Regions from separate parts of the Sus scrofa genome. Here region 1 is linked to region 2. Evidence: chromatin contacts called from public Hi-C data. All regions are on one chromosome and are shown on one strand. The core of a region is the stretch at or near the end of the contact, and the rest is flanking DNA. Distances in the headings are between cores, read along the strand shown.

Region 1 (6,845 bases), core at 420-2,919, 190 kb before region 2:
AACCATGGATGGGATAGGACCCGGGAAGTGTCTCTCAAAAGACAGTAGAGGAGTTCCTGTTGTGGCGCAGCAGAAACAAATCTGACTAGTAACCGTGAGCAGTTGCAGGTTCAATCCCTGGCCTCACTCAGTGAGTTAAGGATCTGGCGTTGCTGTGGGCTGTGGTGTAGGTTGGAGATGCGGCTCGGATCCCGTATTGCTATGGCTGTGGCGTCCGCCGGCAGCTGTGGCTCTGAATCGACCCCAGCCTGGGAGCTTCCATGTGCCGTGGATTCGGCCCTAAAAAAAAAAAAAAGGCAGAAGAAATATGTGCTATAGTGGGTAGAAGGTGAGTCTGGCGGTGGAGGTAGGGGGAGAGAAAACAGGTCAGTATGGGGGGCATGGAAATGGACCCTCACATTTTTAGGATGGCAGATCTCTTGCCCAACATCATCTTGAGAAAGTCAGAGTAGCTGAAAGTCTCCCCAGAGCCACTGGATACCTCCTTGATTAATTTCTTTAGCTCCAGGTGGGTCTTGGGGACCCCAAGCTTCTCCAGCATTCGTTTCAGGGACATAATATCTGGAGGCAGAGGATGGGGTGAGAGAAGGGGGAGCCTGTCCCTCTGTCCCCTCCACCTCCTCACTCCCATTCCCCCTCCTCTTACCCCAGCCCTTCCCCCCTCCCCCTAGGGCACGGGGGGGGGGGGGGGGGGGGAATGGAGTGCTGTGGGAAAGCCCTCCCCCTCCCTCTTTCTGCACACCCCGCCCCCATCACCCTTTTCTCACCAATATCACCATTTCCATTCAGGTCAAACTCCATGTATTTCTCTGGGTGAGGGGAGAAAGCCGAGAGAGGAAGCACTGGCCAGAGGGTCACAGGCTGGGGCAGGGTGCTGCTGACCTCGCCTAGGTGGGGTCCCCGCCCCCCAGGAAGAGGAAGTAGGGCGGGTAGAGGACATGGGAGCTGGGAAGTTGAGGGGCCCTGTTAAGGTGCAGAGAACTAGAGGTGCTGCTGAGAAGGGCAGGTCAGGGACAGAGTATAAGAAGGGCGGCAGTAGAGGCAGCCACCCCAAAGCAAACTTTGTTTCTGCAGTTCCCTCTCTCCTTCATGGGGAAATCCTTTCCTCCCCCTTCACCACCCCTAGAATTTTCCCCTCACGTTTGAAGGCTTCCAGTTTGGAGGACAGGTCCTCATCACTGCTATATTTGGGATCATCCAGGAATTGCTGTGAGGGGACAGCGAGAGCCCGGGTAGGCCCTCTAGGTCCAGCCACTACCCGCGCCCCACATTCCCCCCCCAAACCCAGGCCCTGCCCCTTAGTTCTTCCTTTACCTTATTGATTTCATTGAGTCTCTCTTCCTGCTGGGCCTTCAGCAGCCCGAAGGCTTTTCCTCCTGCAGGGGCGCAAAGGTTCATGTAACCGCCCCCCCACCCCTGGCCGCCACCCCCACTTCTCCTACTCACCCCCAAGCCCAGCCTGAGGCCATCCCTGTCCTGCCTTCCTGAGCCAGCTTCCTGGCCCCCCCAGCCCAGGACCGTCCATCTCCTTGCTCCCCTCCTAGGAGCCTGCCTTTGCCACCTTCCCTACCCTGTAAATCCAGGGTTTGGCTCATAGCTCAGCCGATGCTGGTGGAGATGCTGGAGGAGACAGACCAGGCTGCCACCTCTCTGTCTGCCGGCTCTCCTCTCCCAGCAGCTGCCTGGAGGCCTTCCTCCCAAACTTCCCCTTTCGCCCCATTCCCTCCTCCTCTAAGTCCCAGGCCTCACTTCCCCATCGGCTTCTGCTGACACTAGCACCCAGGAAGAAGAGGGACTGGAGGTAGAAAGGAAATGAGAACTAGCATTCTTCTTCATTCCTCTTAAGGGGATCCTTGTTTGTGAAAGAAATATTTTGATAAGACATCAGAGGTAAGGGGGAAGGTAGTCAGACCTCACGGGCGGTTCTTCTCAGGAACGAAGGGTCTTTGCTCAGGCCTGGAGGTTCACATGACTAAGACGTGGGTCTCACAAGTCTGGGCATGCAGGTTTGGACAGCGAGTCGGACTGAATTTCTCTGCGTGGATTGGAGGAGAAGCTGAAGAGCCGGAAGTCTCCTGCAGATCTGGGAGGGGGTGAGAGGGATGCAGGGTCTGGGAAGAGGAGAAACTTCACTTCCAGCCTTGCAGCTCCAGAGTCCCTTGGGAATACGGCGATGTCTAGCAAAGAAGTCTTCTTTTTTTGGCTTTTTGCCTTTTCTAGGTCCGCTCCCGCGGCATACAGAGGTTCCCAGGCTAGGAGTCTAATTGGAGCTGTAGCCACCAGTCTATGCCAGAGCCACAGCAACTTGAGATCCGAGCCGCATCTGTGACCCACACCACAGCTCACAGCAACGCTGGATCGTTAACCCTCTGAGCAAGGCCAGGGATCCAACCCGCGACTGCATGGTTCCTAGTCGGATTCATTAACCACTGTGCCACGACGGGAACTCCTAGCAAAGAAGTCTTTGTTGGGGCGTTCCGATTGTGGCTCAGCGGAAAGGAATCTGAATAGTATCCGAGAGGATGCAGGGTGGATCCCAGGCCTCCGGCAGTGGATTGGGGATCTGGTGTTGCTGAGAGCTGTGGTGTAGGTCACAGACACGGTTCAGAATTGCATTGCTGGGGCTGTGGTGTGTGGCCGGCAGCTGCAACTCCCATTCAACCCCTAGCCTGGGAATGTCCATATGCTACATGTGTGGCCCTAAAAAGCAAAACGGAACAAAACAAAACAAAACAAAACAAAAGAGAGTTCCGTCTGAGTCAGTAATTTCCCCCGGCTCCTTCTCTAATGGCAATATAATGGCAAGAGGATACCAGTGCCCGGCTGGGCTCAGGAAGAGGAAAGACTGAGATGAGACGCCAAAGGAAAAAAAAAAAAAGAAGTCTTGCTTTAGGATGTGCAATGTCATCCCCTCATCTTATCTTCTTTGAGATTTTCAGTAAAATCTACAGAGCTCTGGAATTCGAGAATTTAGGTAGATTCTTTGGAGGAATGTGGTGCTTCTCGAGAGACAGCATTGGTGGATACAAGAGCCAGGGGCAGACGCTGACATTAGGGGTGTTTGTTGGGGGGGGTGCTGGCCCCTGTGGGTTCCACAGAGTGGGGTGTAGCCTCTGATAAACACTCTCTACCCCTGCTGCTGCTCTTTCTGGCTAGTGGCTTCTAGGGGAGGCAAGGACAGAGCATTCCCCTCACTGAGACACGTTTGTCTAAATGCCCTGGCCCGAGTTTTGACTTCTCACGGCCCCTGCCCTTACCCATGGGGAGTGGGGAGATGCGGGAGGGGACTGTGACCTCTTGACTTCCCTTTATTGCAGCTGCCTCTCCCCCTGAAGAGAAAGGAGCCACCCTGCCCTCCTCCCCATGGCCTCGGTGCCTGGTGGGGAATTCATTTCTTATTCATACATTCATTTAAGAAATATTTATTGGAGTTCCCGTCGTGGCTCAGTGGAAACAAATCTGACTAGTAACCATGAGGACGCAGTTTTGATCCCTGGCCTCGCTTAGTGGGTTAAGGATCCAGAGTTGCCATGAGCTGTGGTGTAGGTCACAGACGTAGCTTGGATCTGGTGTTGCTGTGACTGTGGTGTAGGATGGCAGCTGCAGCTCCAATTTGACCCCTAGCCTGGGAACCTTCATATGCCACAGGTGCAGCCCTAAAAAGACAAAAAATAAAAAATAATAAAAAATAAAAATAGCTTAAAAAAAAGAAAGAAATATTTATTGAGTACTTAACTAGGTGCCCGCACGTTTATAAGTCCAGTGAACCAAATAAATGTAAACACTTGTCCTCAGGGACGGTCTAATTGGGAAATCGTTTATAAAAATAAACAAATATAGGAGTTCCTATTGTGGCTCAGTGGGTTAAGAACACAACATAGTGTCCATGAGGATGCGGGTTCCATCACCGTGGGTTAAAGATCTGGTGTTACCGTGAGCTGTGGTGTAGGTTGCAGACGCGGCTCAGATCCCAAGTTGCTGTGGCTGTGGTGCAGGCTGGCAGCTGCAGCTCCAATTCGACCCCTCTTCTGGGAACTTCCATATGCCTTGGGAGTGGCCCTTAAAAACAAAACAAAAAGCAAAACAAAAATGAAACTAAAAAGGAACAACAGCAGCAACAACAAAAAAAAACTCCTCTGGTACACACAGATGTGGGGAGAGTCTGTGAAGAACAGAGATTCAAGAAGATGCCTCCCACCCACACCCAGGTCCTGGCCCCCTGGACCACAGAGAGGGCTAGGTCTCTGACCACAGTCAGGGCTGAAGGGGAGGTGGGGCCTCTGGGCAGGGAGCTGCCAGGGAGCAAGGAATCCACTGAGAACCGGGAAATAATGGATATAGGGAACTCTCTGACAGGTAGGCTGCAAAATCTAGATCTGAGCAGAGACACGCAGAATCTCCTTAAAGCAGTAGTTCTTGCCCAATGGTCCTTGCCCCAGCATCATAAGGAAACATGTTAGAAATGCACATTGTCAAAAAAAAAAAGGAAAAAAAGAAAGGGAGTTTCTGTTGTGGCTTAGTGGAAACGAATCTGACTAGTAACCATGAGGACGCAGGTTCAATCCCTGGTCTTGCTCAGTGGGTTAAGGATCTAGCATTGCCATGAGCTGTGGTGTAGGTCGCAGATGTTGCTCAGATCTGGCGTTGCTGTGGCTGTGGCATAGGCAGGAGGCTACAGCTCTGATTTGGCTTGGGAACTTCCATATGTCATGGGTGCAGCCCTCAAAAAAAAAAAAAAAAAAAAAAAAAGGCACATTGTTGGGCTCCAGCCCAAAGCTACAAATCAGAAACTCTCTGGGTATGGCCCAGCAATAGCTTTTTAACAAATGCCTCAATGTTGAGAGCCGTAGGCCCTAAAGCAATAGGGTGACTCCTGAGCCTACAGGGCTTGCTGAACTCGCTGAAGGTGTCAACATGGCTTAAGTTGGGTCAGTAGGTCGTGGGGCTGGTGAGTCTTGGAGGCAGGAATAAGGAGTCACTGAGGCCAGAGGTGTTGGCGTCCAGTTGAGCAGTCAGGGAGAGAATGCTGAGCTGACTCAGGAAATGAATCACTAGAACCCTTATGGGACCGTGAGATTACAGCCCTTTATGGGACAGGCACCATGTCGCTAAGGGCCTATCGTTACGGTCCCCTGCTCTCCAGGGGAACTCCTGGTTAGAATTAGGCCCCTTGTGAGCCCACACAAAGAAAATACACTGGCCAGAAAGCTTGTCTGTGTGCAGGGGCCTGGATGTCTTCTGTTTGCCCCTGTTTTTCCTCTCCTCCCGCTCTGCTCTCTGCCCCAGGAGACTAGTCTGTAGGGACGACATCAAGGGCACCTCTGGCTTCTGGCTGGTTTTGTCTGATGGAGAGCCTGCCGGGAGAACAGTGGGAGGGAGGACGTGAAGTGAAGAGTATTCATTCCGTTGGCCACCTTCCCCCAAGGTCACCTCAGACCTTGCTGGCTGAAACCTCCATCTGCAGGCGATGCTTCTCTCTAGGTGACCAACACTACCTGACTGTGTCCTCTTCCAGGTTTCAGAAACCCAGGGAATAGGTTTCTGTGCATTTGGGAAAGAAAAAACTGTACATCCTCTCTCACCTCCAACGTTGCTCATGTTTCCTTGTCAAAGATCACTTCCCAGTTTAAAGTTCTTATCAAGCCAGCAACATCTTTTGCACCGATAGAACTTTTTTTTTATGGCCACACCTGGGGACATTTGGAAATTCCCAGGCCAGGGATGGAATCCAAGCTGCAGCTGTGACCTATGCCACAGCTGCCACAATACCAGATCCTTAACCCACTGCACCACTAAGGAACTCCCAACTGGCCTGTATTTTAAATCTCATCCTTAATGTGGTAATAAGTACATCCTAACATTTTATTAATATTTTGATAACTCAATGTAATTTTTTAACTTTGTCATTTTTTTTTTTGTCTTTTGTCTTTTTTAGGGCTGCACCCGCAGCATATGGAGGTTCCCAGGCTAGGGGTCTAATTGGAGCTGCAGCAACCGGCCTACACCACAGCCACAGCAATGCAGGATCCGAGCTGCATCTGCGACCTACACCACAGCTCACGGCAACTCCAGATCTTTGATCCACTGAGCGAGGCCAGGGATTGAACCTGCAACCTCATGGTTCCTAGTCGGATTCGTTAACCACTGAGCCACGACGGCAACTCCCATTTTTTGTTTTATGCTCTACCAGAATGCCAAAGAAATGAGTAGCACAAAATGAGTAAAAATCAGTGCCTTCATCTCTCCTCCCCTCATCCCTTTGGGCTCCAGGGTCACAATAACCCTTGTGGTTCCCCTAGACTCCACTCACACCTTGGTAAATAAAGTATCTCCTCAAATTAAAGAAATTTGAGGAGGCAGTTTATTGTTGGGACTCTGAATGACGCAGTGTGTGTGTGTGTGTGTGTGTGTGTGTGTGTGTGTGTTTAGAGAAGAGCATTCAGTAGAGAGATGTTTAGATAGATGTGGTATGTGGGTAGAGAGGTAGGGAAGAAAGAGTAATATTGATAAAGATGATGAGATCAAGGAGTTCCCGTCGTGGTTCAGTGGTTAACAAATCTGACTAGGAACCATGAGGTTGCGGGTTGGATTCCTGGCCTCGCTCAGTGGGTCAAGGATCTGGTGTTGTCGTGAGCTGTGGTGTAGGTCGCAGATGTGGCTTGGATCCTGAGTTGCTGTGGCTGTGGCGTAGGCCAGTGGCTACAGCTCTGATTCAACCCCTAGCCTGGGAACTTCCATCTGCCGTGGGAGTGGCCCAAGAAATGGCAAAAAGACAAAAAAAAAAAAAAAAAAAAAAAGACGATGAGACCCAAAAAAGAGGTGTGGAGAGAATATAAAAGATATGA
Region 2 (7,335 bases), core at 205-2,704:
AGGGAGGATGCTGCAGGGAGAGGCCAGGACCTAGTGGAGCTTGGATTTTACTCTAAGGCCATAGAAAGTCCTTGCAGTGCTTTTTTGTTGTTTGTTTTGCTTTTTTAGGGCCACATGTGACATATGGAAGTTCCCAGGCTGGGGGTTGACTCAGACCTACAGCCTCTGGCCTGCACCACAGCCACAGCAGCTCAGGATCTTAGCCGAGTCTGCGACCTACACCACAGCTCAAGCCAACACTGGATCCTTAACCCACTGACAGAGACCAGGGATCGAAGTCGCATCCTCATGGATACTAGTCAGATTCCTTTCTGCTGCACCACAACAGGAATTCCTTGGAGTGCTTTTTAACCTGGGGACTTTGGCACAATTCCGATTTACATTTTAAAGGGGTCTGTTGGCTGGCTGGGGAGGACGGTTTAGGGTGTGGCCGAGGGATGAGGAGAGAGAGGAAGGAAGCGCAGGGGGACAGTGGTGTCCCTTCCTGCCGGAAGCAGACCAGGGCGAGGGGGACATGGGACAGCCTGGTGAGGAGGTGAGTTCTGCTCTGGGCACATTACTGAAGAAAGTTTCTAGGAGGGCTCTCAGAGACACAGACCCCATTTAGTGACATCTGAAGGATGAGAGGAGGCGGGTGGGCACAGAGCTCTCGCCAAGGACCAGGAGAGGGAGGCAGAAGGGCTGTGAAGAGGATTCCAGCGGGAGGAGGGGAGCTGAGTCAGCTTCCGGTGTAACCCGGAACCAGCCCTGGGGTGGGGAGAAGGAATCAGGAGGTCCTCATGTTTCCTTCCTGATCTGCAGTCACCCCAGGTGACTCTTGGATGAAACTCCTTGGAGGCCTCCTACACCTGGGGAAGGCACAGGCTGGAAGGCGGCAATTCCAGGAAAAGAACTGAGCCCCAGGAAGAGGCCTCACCCTGGGTGGGCGGGGGAACCTGTGCTAGCTGAGACTGTCCTAGCTGCAGCCCATTGTTGAAAAGGTTCACCGTCCCCATCCACCCCTCCCTGTGCCCCCGATCGCCCACCCCCACGCGGCCTCCTGCCTCCCAGCCCCTGTAATTACACTGCTTCCCCACGCGAGGCTGCTCCCATTCCTTGGCCGCCGCTGGCCTTGAGGGATGCAAAGGGAAGGCCCTGTTATTAAAACTGCTGCAGAAGGGGATGTGCAAAGTTGGGATGACCAAGGTCTAGGTCACCGATAAAGCCTGGATGGCTGGGTCCTGAGCTGGGGGACTAAAATGAGGGACGCCACCATCACAGGTTACACACTAGCCATGGCCTTCCAAACGGGTTTGACCAGTTAGATTCCCGTGTGATTCCTTGTGTCACTGGGCCAGCCCCTCCCCAGAGACTGGCCTCTTCCCCTCCTGCCTTCCCTATAAAGCCTCTTGGGGTTCCTGGGCAACCAGACTCAGCCTACCCCCCCGACTTTGGGGGCCAAGAGACAGCCAAGATGCTCAACTGGAAGCTACTGGGGATCCTGGTCCTTTGCCTGTTCGCCGGAGGTGAGCTGGGAGTAGAGGTCTGGAGTGCAGTTTGGGGGGGATGGGGGATGGTCAAAATGAGGCGGGGGTGACATGGATGCACAGAGGAGATTCTGGGAGATTCGGAGAATTCATGTGAGGGTAAGAGCAAAGGGGATGCAGGTGATGCCGGAAGGTACATTTTAGCTCAGACCAAATGCTTGGCTGGTTTGAGTGTAGCTCCCTGTGGTGATTTAGATCAGAATTCATGGAGTTCCCTGGTGGTACATTGGGTTAAGAATCTGGTATTGTCACTGCTAGGGCTTGGGTTGCAGCTGGGGCGTGGGTTTGATCCCTGGCCTGGGAACTTCCACATGCCTCAAGCACTCCCTCTCCGCGCCCCCCCTCAACACACATCAAAAAAATCAGAATTCAGGTGTGTGGGGTCTGGGTGCCACATGGGGCCAGAGTGTAGGCCGCTTTGGGACTGCAGACCAGCACAGGGGCCATGCCAGCTGGGTGTCCCAGTTGTGGATGGAGCTTATGTAGAGGGAGGAGGGTCCTGACAGTTTAAAGTTGGTCCAGGTAATGGTTCAAGACAAGGTTTTTATGTCATTTTTAAGATCACTTTGGAATTTTGTGAATGTGCAGAGAGCTCTCTGAGAGTTACTTTGAGGTTTGTGGGATCGGCTGACTGAAGTCCATCCCTGAGAAGTCGTGCCCCCTGGGCCTGAAGTTTGGGGGGGACCTGGGGCGGGTCGCTGGCCCTTACTGCCTCTTACTTTTCTCCTTCCTCCTCTACAGGCATCTCAGGCAGCGGAGACCACCCATCTCCCCCATCCACGGAGGCCTCAGAGGAGGAGGGCTCCCCAACATTGCCTCGGGGCCCCCCAATCCCCGGTGACCCTTGGCCAGGGGTACCTCCTATCTTTGAGGACCCTCCAGCTCCAGGGCCCAATCGTCCCTGGAGAGACCTGCCTGAATCTGGAGTCTGGCCTCCTGAACCCCCTAGTACTGATCCCCCTCAACCTCCCCGGCCTGACGACCCCTGGCCAGCAGGACCCCAGCCTCCAGAAAACCCCTGGCCACCTGCCCCTGAGGTGGACCACGGATCCCGAGAGGAGCCAGACCTTGACCCACCCCGGGAGGAGTACAGATAATGGGATCCCCAGAGGCATCCTGTGCCTCCAGGCAGAGGGCCCTCCAGCTCAGCTCTTTTCCCACTTGCCTTGAATTCTCTTCAACTGAGCCTAACTTCTTAATCCTTTCCTTATTCCTGAACCCGGAAGGTGTTCTCGGTATTTTTTGTTCCCTCCTGGGATCTATATTAGCCCCCACCTTACCCCTCTTTTTGTCTCTGTCAGCCCAAACCTATAACCTCTAACTCTACCCTCAGTGGAGTCCTCACCCTTCCCACCACCTCTTCCTCCACCGGACTCTCTGGGCAGGGCCGGCAGCACTGTGTTCTCTGCTGCCACCTGGTGGCCATCAGCTGGGAACTACCAGGAGATGATAGTGCTTCCATGAAATGGAAAAATAAAAAACCGTTTTCTTAGTTTTGAATCTAGGCTGTTTCTTTTCTTTTCTTTTCCTTTTCTTTTTTTTTTTTTGTCTTTTTAGGGCCGCACCTGCGGCATATGGAGGTTCCCAGGCTAGGGGTCCAGTTGGAGCTACAGCCACAGCAACGCCAGATCTGTCTGCAGCCTACACCAGAGCTCACGGCAACGCCAGATCCTTAACCCACTGAGCGAGGCCAGGGATCAAGCCTGCAACCTCATGGTCCTAGTCGGATTTGTTTCTGCTGCGCCATGAAGGGAACTCCTTAGGCTGTTTCTTTGCCAACAAGCAGGTCTATGGCCACTCAGATGCCCTCCTCATATCCACAAACCTGCAGAGATCCGGAAGTCGTGTGAGTTCCTGTCTTGCCCGTATGCATAAGGATGTGGAGCTCAGTAGATGGAGGGTTGGAAATGCAACTATCAGTTACAAGTCCCCCATTCCGGGACCTCTATTTTGGACAATGAGAAACCAAGCTAAATCCCTCTTTTAATAGCTTAGGATTTGCATACCTCTAGCTAAACATGAAAACTTTCCCAGGGGCCTGTGAGCAGGGCCAAAATTTTTTTTGTCTTTTGTCTTTTTGCTTTTCAGGGCCATAGGTGGCCCTGGCTAGGGAAGTTCCCAGGCTAGGGATCGAATCAGAGCCACAGCAACAGCAACTCGGGATCCGAGCCACATCTGTGACCTACACCACAGCCCATGGCAACGCCAGATCCTTAACCCACTGAGTGAGGCCAGGGATAGAATCTGAATCCTCATGGATCCTAGTCCGGTTCGTTAACTGCTGAGCCATGAAAGGAACTCCAGGGCCAAGTTTTAAGAGGAACAATTTCCAGAAGTATGTGTGTCCCTTCCTAAAATGAATCGGGCAGAGAACTGTGTTCTCCTTTTCCACCTGCCTCCATTAACAAACCACCCTTCCTGCTGGAGACAGAGGAAACTGAGCTTTCTCGCCAACCCAAACCAGACCAGGGAGCTCTTCCTGGAGCCACCAAATGGAAGTCAATGGAAAATAAAAACCAGGCTTTTCCATCTCATTATTTCAGTAAAAGTTTACTTTTCTGTTTAATCACTGCTAATATTTATAGTTTTGATCAACTGTATCTTGCAATAATTGTAATTATAAACTCACTGTTAACACTTAAGAGTCTTATGGTCATGGGAAGTAAATTTCAATTTATGTCCATATTTTTGTTACAGAGATATACAATAAAAAACTTTCCAAGAATACACTAAAATACAATGACATGCTGCCTGATACAATAAAAAAAAAGTATTTCATGAGGATAAAACTCTACAGGGAAAGTGGAATGGAAAAAGGAACTAAAAAGAAAAAGAAATGTGGTAAATTTGCTGACTGGCTAATGGACATGTTCACTTATTAAAAGGGTGGTCACAAACATGAGATGGCTGTGGTGTTATATTCCATCCACTACGCTTAAGAGTGATATGACTTTTGTTGTTCTCTTGTGCGGTGGGTTAAGGATCCAGGGTTGTCACTGCAGCAGCTCAGGTCGCCGCTGTGGCCCAGGTTAAATCCCTGGCCCAGGATTTTCCACATGCTGCAAAACACCCCTGCCTCCAAAAAAAAAAAAAAAAAAAAAAAAAGACTTTTAAATACGTATTTACAATTCCTGAGAAAGTAAACCCTCTGCAATATGGGCAGGTCGGGATCCGGCATTGCCGTGAGCTGTGATGTAGGTCACAGATGTGGCTCAGATCCCACATTGCTGTGGCTCTGGCATAAGCTGGTGGCTGTAGCTCTGATTCGACCCCTAGCCTGGAAACTTCCATATGCTGCAGGTGAGGCCCTAAAAAAAAAAAGTTGTTGGGCATTCCCTGGTAGCCTAGTGGTTAGGACTCAGTGCTTTCACTGCTGTGGCCTGGCTTCAATCCCTGGTCTGGGAACTGAGAAACCACATCAAGCCACCGCACACTGCAGAAAAAAAAAAGTTGTTGATTTAAAAATGTTTACGGGGGGAGTTCCTATAGTGGCACATGAGGTTGCGGGTTTGATCCCTGGTCTTGCTCAGTGGGTTAAGAATCTGGTGTTGCCATGAGCTGTGGCGTAGGTTGCAGATGCCACTCAGATCTGACGTTGCTGTGGCTGTGGGTAGGCTGGCAGCTGTAGCTCTGATTGGACCCCTAGCCTGGGAATCTCCATATGCAGCAGGTGAGGCCCTAAAAAAAAAAAGGCAAATAAATAAATAAATAATAACAATGTGTAAGGGGTACATAGTTTCCCTAATTTTTTTTTCTGCCTTCCCCTGCCACGTATGGAAGTTTCTTAACCATGGATCAAATTCCAGCAGCAGCTGGGGCAATGCTGTATTCTTAACCCACCGTGTCACAGGACAACGGGAACCCCCCCCCCCCCCCCCGTCGCCCGCCAATTATTTAAGGGAGTATTTGAGCAGGAAATTTGGAAGAGGAGAAGCCTAGCGATCCCAGTGGCCTAATGTCAGTTAAGTGGCTGGCCAGGGTGGGGTTGAAGAGGGGCTTAAAGAAATGAGGGTTCTGTGACCTTAAATCCACCCTTTAGGACCCAGTTTGCAAACCTATATGTGACTGGTTTGAAAACAAAACAAAACAACCCTATGCTTTAGTGTTTGGAAATAATCTTAGAACACTTAATTATAGGGGTGAGCCTGTGACTCAACAGCCCCAACGTGGACTAGATTAATTCACTAATCATTATGTTATACCCTTAATATTCCATCAATGTTGGGGGCCATGGGAGAATATAAAGAAAAAAAACACACAGTTTCCACTCTCAGAAAGCTTAAAATTGAGCCGGGGAGTGAAGGTGGGGAGACAGGATTTACATGCAAAGTTAAATGACAATGTTACAAACTGTAAGACACATTAACTAAATAATTACATGAGTAGGCACCAAAGTAAGAGCCTCGATAGTAAACGCTAAGAGTTCAGAAGAAAGTCACGCACCGGGACCGGGCGTAGTCACGGGAGGCTTGCAGGAGGCGGTCCAGAGCAGAAGACGCGGGGAAAACAAGTGTCAAGGTGGGAGGAGCTGCCAGGGAAGCCCCGCCCCCGCCACCCCGGGGCCGCAGGCGCAGAGGCTGGGCCCTTGGAATCCCCCGCCCACTCGCTGCCCGACCGGCCAGAGCCTCTTCCCAGCAGTGTGCTGTTCGCGTTCCCTGGAATGGCTTCACTCTCCCCAACCGGTTGTATTTCTTTTCAGCGACGCCTTTCACGCGCCGCTCCCCACCTCACCTGCACCCTCTGCCTCGCCGCCTCGTTCAGCGCTGCGGCTGTGCCTGGCACAGAGCTCCGATGGCAATGTTTAGCCCCATCTCCCCTCCCAGGTTTCGAGCCCCCTGGGGGCAGAGACCGTGTTCTGCGTGTTTCTTCTTGGACCCCATCAACATTCTAGTGCCTGTAGACTCCCAGTGTGCTGTCATTCCCAGGAGCCCACCTGAGCCTCCCTCGCGCTCCGGGGCACTGCACTGTGCAGGGAGTGCTGGAAGCATCTGGAAACTTTTCTCCCTGACAGCCCTCGCTCTCCACTCCCCACCCCACCCCGCCCCGCTCCCGCGCCCTTAATGGATGACGGAGAAATAGGGGAGAATCAATATGGCAGGGCTCTTTGCCCAGGTTGCCCTCAGTGAGACTTTGCTTGGTTCCACACAGTTTCTTGGCCTCCTATCCATCTTGGTCCCACTTTCCCACTCCCTTTTCCTCCTTCCCACTGTCAAAACTTTTTAATAAATTCTTTTTACTTGAATTTTTGTTCAGGATCTGCTTCTGGTGCATCCAACTTAAGATGCAAAGTACTGTTTGCTACAAATCGTTGTAGCTACGTTTTACTGCGCATGGGTCGTACCGGTACTGTTGCCCAAGGCTTCCAGATTAAACTCTAACTTAATTTGCACAATAACTACTGTTATCACCATTTCTCAGAAGAGGGAAACAGAGGCCTGGAAAGGTACTTGACTCGTGCAAGGTCATACAAGGGAAAAGCGGCAAAATTGGGATTTGAACTCAGGTCTGTCATGACTTTAACTACATTATCTCATCTCTTTATTTATCTGTGTAACCGTGACCCAACGTGGACACTTGTATTAGAGCTCTCCACAAAAACAAAGCCAATAGAATATGCATGCAGATTTACTATAGGAATTGGCTCTTGGGATTATGGACGCTGAGAATTCCTCTTATCTGCCATCTTGCAAGGGGGAGAACCAGGAAAGCCAATGGAGCAATTTAATCTCAGTCCAAAGGCCTGAGAACCAGGGAAGCCAATAGTTTAAGTCCCAGTATGGGTGCAAAGGCCCAAGAATCAAGGCGCTGT

What was found. Hi-C and Micro-C count contacts between places; a contact is called where the count stands out from the background.
Region 1: a Hi-C map of alveolar macrophages shows a contact between it and region 2, with 1.9 times the contacts expected there. The contact joins the promoter of AIF1 here to the promoter of PSORS1C2 in region 2. A contact is called at or near these places in 2 of 5 promoter capture datasets (fetal liver and liver), 4 of 47 Hi-C or Micro-C datasets (alveolar macrophages, blood and heart right ventricle) and 1 of 2 datasets of contacts at active chromatin or transcription factors (alveolar macrophages).

The regions. Positions count from the first base shown.
Region 1 is chr7:23,723,992-23,730,836 of Sscrofa11.1, reverse strand. It overlaps AIF1 (allograft inflammatory factor 1), which reads right to left and starts at 1,669. Exons shown (of 6, transcript NM_001129950.1): 1 at 1,571-1,669; 2 at 1,315-1,376; 3 at 1,141-1,207; 4 at 768-809; 5 at 399-561. The coding sequence starts at 1,595.
Region 2 is chr7:23,536,032-23,543,366 of Sscrofa11.1, reverse strand. PSORS1C2 (psoriasis susceptibility 1 candidate 2) reads left to right here and starts at 1,454. Exons shown (of 2, transcript NM_001123171.1): 1 at 1,454-1,505; 2 at 2,268-2,623. The coding sequence starts at 1,454. The coding sequence ends at 2,623.